Linked DNA regions of Mus musculus: region 1 is linked to region 2. Evidence: chromatin contacts called from public Hi-C data. All regions are on one chromosome and are shown on one strand. The core of a region is the stretch at or near the end of the contact, and the rest is flanking DNA. Distances in the headings are between cores, read along the strand shown.

Evidence for each region. A called contact is a pair of places that touch in the nucleus more often than the background predicts.
Region 1: a contact with region 2 is called in a Hi-C map of forebrain, with 2.7 times the contacts expected there. The contact joins the promoter of 2900052N01Rik here to the enhancer-like site in region 2. A contact is called at or near these places in 11 of 484 Hi-C or Micro-C datasets (astrocytes, cerebral cortex, cortical glia and 6 more) and 5 of 115 datasets of contacts at active chromatin or transcription factors (astrocytes, embryonic stem cells and neural progenitor cells).

What each region holds. Positions count from the first base shown.
Region 1 is chr9:46,911,690-46,915,033 of GRCm38.p6, reverse strand. 2900052N01Rik (RIKEN cDNA 2900052N01 gene) reads right to left here and starts at 1,431. Exons shown (of 4, transcript NR_015605.1): 1 at 1,288-1,431.
Region 2 is chr9:46,736,657-46,739,829 of GRCm38.p6, reverse strand. No RefSeq gene overlaps it. Among named protein-coding and RNA genes, the nearest start is that of Gm31614, 92 kb to the left of the region's middle. Within about 2 kb of position 1,634, at least 15 of the 459 cell types and tissues checked have an H3K27ac peak or open chromatin away from gene starts, as enhancers often do. A contact at or near this core is called in cortical neurons and forebrain, where this site is marked.

The DNA.
Region 1 (3,344 bases), core at 182-2,681, 180 kb before region 2:
GCTTTCCAAAATGCAATTCAAGGAAAGAAATAACAGAAGAAAATCTCTCTCTCTCTCTCTCTCTCTCTCTCTCTCTCTCTCTCTCTCTCTCTCTCACACACACACACACACACACACACACACATACACACACAGAAGCATGCATACATACATTCACATAGTGGTTCTAAAGCTGTCTGGACAGAGCTTGAGTTTATTGTGCTGGTCTTATTTCTTCTCTGGGAGAGAGGTGACTCCATGGGGGACTGACCTCATACCTTGACTTCCAGGGATGGTCAAGAAGTGAGGAGAAAATCTTCCATCCAGCCCTGGAGTTCAAGCCCAGGCAGGCTCTGAGGTATTAAGGTGGGACAAGGATTGCTTGTAGTCCCACCCATTCCTTGCAGGAATCAACCAGGCAGGGCAGGCCAGGCTCACTCATGGATTAGCCAATCTCTCTACCCTATCTTTGGGGCTCAGATCTCACAGACTGCCATTTCTCCCAGTTCCCCGGATTCATCTGATCAAGTAAACAGGTGCCCCTTTATTCTCCGTGTACAGGCTCTGTGAGCAGGCCTACATAGATATGACAGAAGCAGGGGACTTCCCAGTACCTACACAGCCTGGGAGCCTGTGCAGACCACACTTGCTTCAGACCCAGGGCCCAGGCTGGGATTGCTGCTCATCAAAGCTCTCCTCCACAAACTTGGAGCTCAAGGACCCACCAGTCAGGCCAGGTCAGGCCAGGCTATACTTAAGCCCGAAACAAATAGGCCAAGGGGAATTTCTGTGCCTACAAGTATCTCATAAGCTCAGCAGAAGCTTCTTTTACCCCTAAGCCTTTCAAGGACCCGGGCTTCACAATTCATCCCAAGGGAGAAGCGACGGTTGGAACTGTTGTATGCTTGGGCCTGGAAATGACGCTATAAGTGATCACAGCTCACTGCTCCGACCTGGTCATGGGACTTCACCCTAGAGTAAGGGGTCAATGTGAACCTTTGCTCCCTCCCTTTCACATGCCTGCACAGCATGGAGGGACCCAAAGGGCATCAGATCCAGACAGTGTGGAGAAACTGAGACCAGCAGAAGGTTTGTTCCCAGCCTGGTTGCAGGAAACAATCCCTCCCCCACCCACCCCACCCCACCCCACCCCTCCCCTCCCCCATGCCCAAGCTCTTGTGGAGCACAGTACCAAGCCTCAGACCCTCTTCCCTCAGCAGTTTCTTTCTGCCTAGTGACCTCATTGTCACTATCTCTTGCCTCTCATCTGAGAGGCATCCAAATGTCACCTCTTCTTTAGCTCCTCACCTCCATGGAGCCTCCTTCCTTTTGTCTCCCTCCCTGGCTGGCTCCTTGACCGGGAAGGGCTCTTTCTTTCTCCTCCTCTGACCTTTTCTGCTTCTCCATAGGACAAAGCTTCAGCCTGGCATGCTCCTGAAGAGAACTGGCTCTAGAAGTTCCTGTAATTGCTGTGTCCTTATTACTAGACTGTGAGGCCCCTGCTGGCCAGGACGGTCCTCCCCAGCACCCCAGCACCACTCACTTGCTGCAGATGGGCTGCTAACGAGGTGACCAATTAACAAGTGCTAAAGAACCCCCCAAAGGGTGCTTTCCACCCTGGCCTGGTTCCCAGGCCCCTTTGTTCCTCCTTGAGAATCTGTCCTCTGTGACAAGGCCACAATGCAGAGTGTTCCCAAGCCTGACCCTGTGAGAAACTGACCTACGTAAGCCCCAGTCACAAGATCCCAATTCCTCTGCATCAGGGGCCCTGGGAGCCAAAGGGATTCCTGCATCTCAAGGGTACTGACAACACCTCCCCATGCTGCTGGCTGTGTACCATGTGTTATGTAATCCCCAGGAAAACTTTCATTTGAACCTTTTTTTTTTTTAACAACTTTGGCTGAAAAAATTCAGGTGTGTCCCGTGCTGCAAGGCACAGGCATTTTTGATCTTAACACCCCTCACCCCTACCTTAAGGTCTCAAGAGACCAGTACCCCAGGCTCTGGAGCACCCTCTTGGGAAGTGTTCAAACTCCTTCCGTTCTGGTGCCTCTAATCTGATCCAGTTGGCCGTGCTGGGGAAGATGGGAACCCTGAGCCTCACAAGAACCTCATCCCAATTTCTCACCTCTCTCTCTCCCCCCCCTCTCTCTCTCTGTCCCTGTCTCTCTCTCTCTCTGTCCCTGTCTCTCTGTCTCTCTGTCTCTCTGCCTCTCTCTCTCTCTTACACCCCTATATCCCTCCCCCATCCCTCTCCCTCTCCTTTCCCTTCCCCCTCTTTTCCTTCCCCTCCCCCTCCCTCTTCACCCCCTCCCTCCACATATACACAGTTATACAAGGCTAGGCCAGAAACTTCAATAAAGCACACCTGTGTGGCCTCTTCTAGGAGTGGGGTTTGGAGAGCAGGATGGTGCTTCCCACACTGTGTCTGAGTAACTCAAGCTGTCTGTGCAGATGTCTCACCTTTAGGTACAGCTCGAGCCAGGAGTTCAGAAGGAATTCTTAAGAAAGCGCCTCCTCCTTCGTCACTCCTTTTATAAACTGTGGTATAATGTAATCAGTGAAATGAAAAGCTCTTCAGTATGCAGTGTAATGAACTCCACATGAACCTATCACCACCAGATGTACAGTCTACAGCCCTTAAGACACCCTCTGGAGCTGAGCGAGGTGGCACACACCTTTAATCCCAGCAGTCTGAGGCAGGTGGATCTCTTTGTTGGAAGTCAGCCTGGTCTACTTTCAGGACACTCAGGGATTATACAGAGAAACCTCGTCTCAAAAAAAGAAAAAAAATCAAAACAAACAAAAGAACACCACTGCAAGCAAATATCCTCCAACTCCCCTGTAGATAATAAACCACTGTGCTGACCTCCGTCACCATAGGTCAGCCTTCCCCATCTTGACTTCCCATCAGTGGAATGATGTTCTCACATAGCCATCTCAACAGCCAAGACCATAACTGTGGAGTCTACACTCACTGTGTATAACAGGATCTTGTCCTTATGCTGAGGTCTAGTGTTCTATTATTACATGAATGTAGCTCAGGTCCATGCTGACGAACACATAGACCATGCCCTGTGTTGGCCACTATGAACAAAGTGGTCTTAAATCATCATTAAGTGGGCATGTATAGCCCAGACTTGAGATATTGGAAAATGTAGTTTGTGTATGCTTAGTATCAGTGTAGCTGGAAAGAGATTCTTAGGGCTGGAATGTGCATGGTTGAGAGCACTAGCTGCTGTTAGGAAAGACCCAGGTTCAGCTCCTAGCACTCATATGATGGCTCACAACTGTCAGTAGCTCTAGTACCAGAGGGATCTGACACCCTCTACTTCCTACTGTGGGCACTTAATTCCTGAGGTGCT
Region 2 (3,173 bases), core at 385-2,884:
CTGCTCCAGCTTCATAAGAAGTCCTAACTTCTACCCATTCTCCTTCCCCTACAGTACTCTTTCCTTGAATGTTCTCCACTGTAGAGAAGCCCAGGCTTCCTTGGTGCCATTAAAGCTCTGTCCCTGCTCCATACCTTCTGGAATATGGCTCCATGCCAAGATTTGCACCATGGACCCAGTGGAATAGCTAATAGGCAAGCACCTAGAACCCTATACCTAGAACTCCATAAAATAGTCTATGGGCACCAAGGAGAATGTCCCTGTGGATTCCAGATGAATGCCAGTGTTGGCAAGGTGACAAGAACAAGCCCTTGAGGGCAAGGACAGACTATTTAGCCGAGGAGAACAGCAGAGGGGAGAGGGACAGGAAGCAGGAAGACGGGGTATTACTAAGGCCAAATACCATAGGGCTTTGCTAAGAGTCTAATTTGGAAGGTCGGAGGGAGAACAAATGAGTGGAAACCTGGGGAAGGGCTATTGAGAAAGGAGAGAGGAGGCGAGGGGATGGGAGAGGAGAGAGAGGGACGCAGGGAAGGAGCAGGAAGATTTTAGGCAAGGGCTGTGAAGAACCTTTCTGTGCACCGAACTCTGCTGTCTGAAAAACAGGAACCAAAAATACCTGCCCCAGCTGAATGTACCTATCCAGAAACCTGTGTCATGGCTGCATCTTGAGAGCCTCTGTGTGAAGATCACCCTATACCTCAAAGATGGCCGAAGTCCCTGTATGACAAAAACAAGGCAGAACTATGCCCCTACCACCGAGGCAACCAGAGTTGAGAGGAAGCCAGAAGGGGAGGGAGGGGAGGAGCCTGGAATCCAAGCAATGAGAGAAAGGTTTCAGCCACAAAGACTAGAAGTGGTAGGAAGCAGGAGCCTGGACCCAGGAGAGAGAGAGAGAGAGAGAGAGAGAGAGAGAGAGAGAGAGAGGCAGGTGATCAAGTGTAGGCTGGAAGAGGTGGTCAGAGGGTGCAGGTGGCTGGGGTTTTGTTCCACTCAGCTGACACTTATTGGATGCCCATTATATGCTGGGCTCTGTGCCAGGCAGTGGCACTGAGGATGAACCAAATCCCTGCACACCGTAGGGAGTGGGTGGGAGAGACTGACAGCATGGCGGGTGAGCCAGAACACATGCTTGTCCTGGGAGAGAAGGGGCCCGGGGTGCCCAGACTCCTGAGGCTCTGGGGAGACAGCAGACTTGCCTGCCAGACTCAGCCTCCTTGGCCTTCACTAAAACTTCTGCTTCTGAGACTGTAGAGATTTCTAGAGACTGTGGCCAGCACTGCAGCCTGGCCCACTTCCCTCTCCCTGCAAGTGTTTCAGTAGGTGCAGTCTATATAATATGCTATATATACTAAACAATTTTCTCTCTAGCACACACACATACAAGTCACTTGCATCCACGTAAGCACTCATGAATGCACATATACACATACATGCACATGTAGCCCCACACAGCTGAACTGCAGCAAGCCCAGAAACAGCAGACTCTGCCAAGGTCACCCAGGACAAAACCCAGAAAGGGGCTCTGAGCAGATTGGCTAGGCAGTGGGAAGGAAGGGAACCCACCCTTGGCACTTGTGCCTGGAACTCCAGAGCCTGCGGCTGCTCTCAGAAGGAAGAAAACCGCCACTCCTCCCCTACCTTCCCCCAAACCAATCCTGACATCCCGTAAACCAGAGTCAGCCCCAATGAAAGGGTGGTGCTGAATTCTGTTTACCAACCCAGCATCTAATTAAAATTAGCTGCTGCTTCATCTGGTTGGGTTTTTTGTTGTTGTTGTTGTTGTTGTCGTTCTAACTATTTTTAAGCCAGAGCCGCTAGATCGGTGCGGCCACTAGTAAGCTGTCAAATCAAATTTTCAAAAGCAAATTGCTTTTATAATTAATTTAATTATTATTACGGCTCCCAGTTTTGTGTTGCCTTAATGAACACAATCGGGTTTCACCCTCCGCTTCCCCCCCCACACACACACACAAGTACCCCTTCATTTCTACAGACCCACCTCACACCTCTCCCACCCAAGACAGACTCATAGAGAGGGAAGGAGGAAGGAGACAGGGCTTAGTCTCCTCCCTGTGCCCCTGTGTAGCCACCTCTTCTGGCATGCCCCAGCCTCACATAGAGTAATTAAGGCTTCCTCTTGGTGGGGTAATAAATGATCCCCCCATGTTTTAATTAACCCCCCCCCCGTCTACCCTGGCATCCTCACACCCCCACCCAAGTCTGTGAGTCTGTGTGGGTTGGGGAGGGACAGTCAGAAGAGAGACTGTGACAGCGGTCTGTCACCCAGGGTCTGGCATTCACTGGGGAACTGTCAGTTACTAAGGAAACTAGGAGGGAGAGAGGCAGGGAGAGAGGCGGTTAGATCCAATTTGGGGTGACAAGTGTGAGGAATGAAGATTTTGGCCTCTCCTCGTCTAATCACGAGTGGAAGTTTCCTGGACTGGGCAGTAGACAGGCACAGGAAAGCCAGTCCTGCAGAGACCACCCCTTTTCAGGAGCCCGGGCAAGACAAGGGACCCCATCAGAGGGCAGAGCAGCTCAGGATGCCCCTGACACACACCTCAGACTGCCGTGCACCCTTGCCTGTATGTTCCTGTGTGTTAGGTTCACCCCCATGCTGAGGGTTCTGGTTTGGGTGGCCATCCCTTCCTGTGATTCAGAGGTCCTCACTTCCGCATCCTTCTCTTCTCTGTCTTCAGTTTGCAATTCACCCCACCTCTCTTTTCCTTCCCCCCTTTTTAGGGAGGATCACTTTCATTCTATTTGTTTTCTCCTTCCAACCCCACTATGCTGTCTACCCAACACCAGCACACACAGTGGCTTCCCCAGACCTATCTCTCCCATGTCTTCCATCTGGGTAGGAAAGACATATTTTGATTCACATCTCAACCACCTTGTCCCCCAGTAGCCACCTCTCCTGCCTTCCTCTCCTTCCCCTCTCTATACTCTTTCTTCTCTGCTTTCCTACTCTCCCTCCTAACCCTTCTTTCTCTTCTCTCTGCTTCCCTTCTCCTGTCTCTGCAAGCTGTAGTTCAGATTCCCAAAAACAACAGAAGCACCACGCCCTATTATGACTCCCAACCAGGCTGGTGAAACTCTCCTAATCTCAGAGGGAGGCTGCCCATGAATGAAGAAATGAGGCACCAGTGGGAGAAGGGAGAATGGGATGG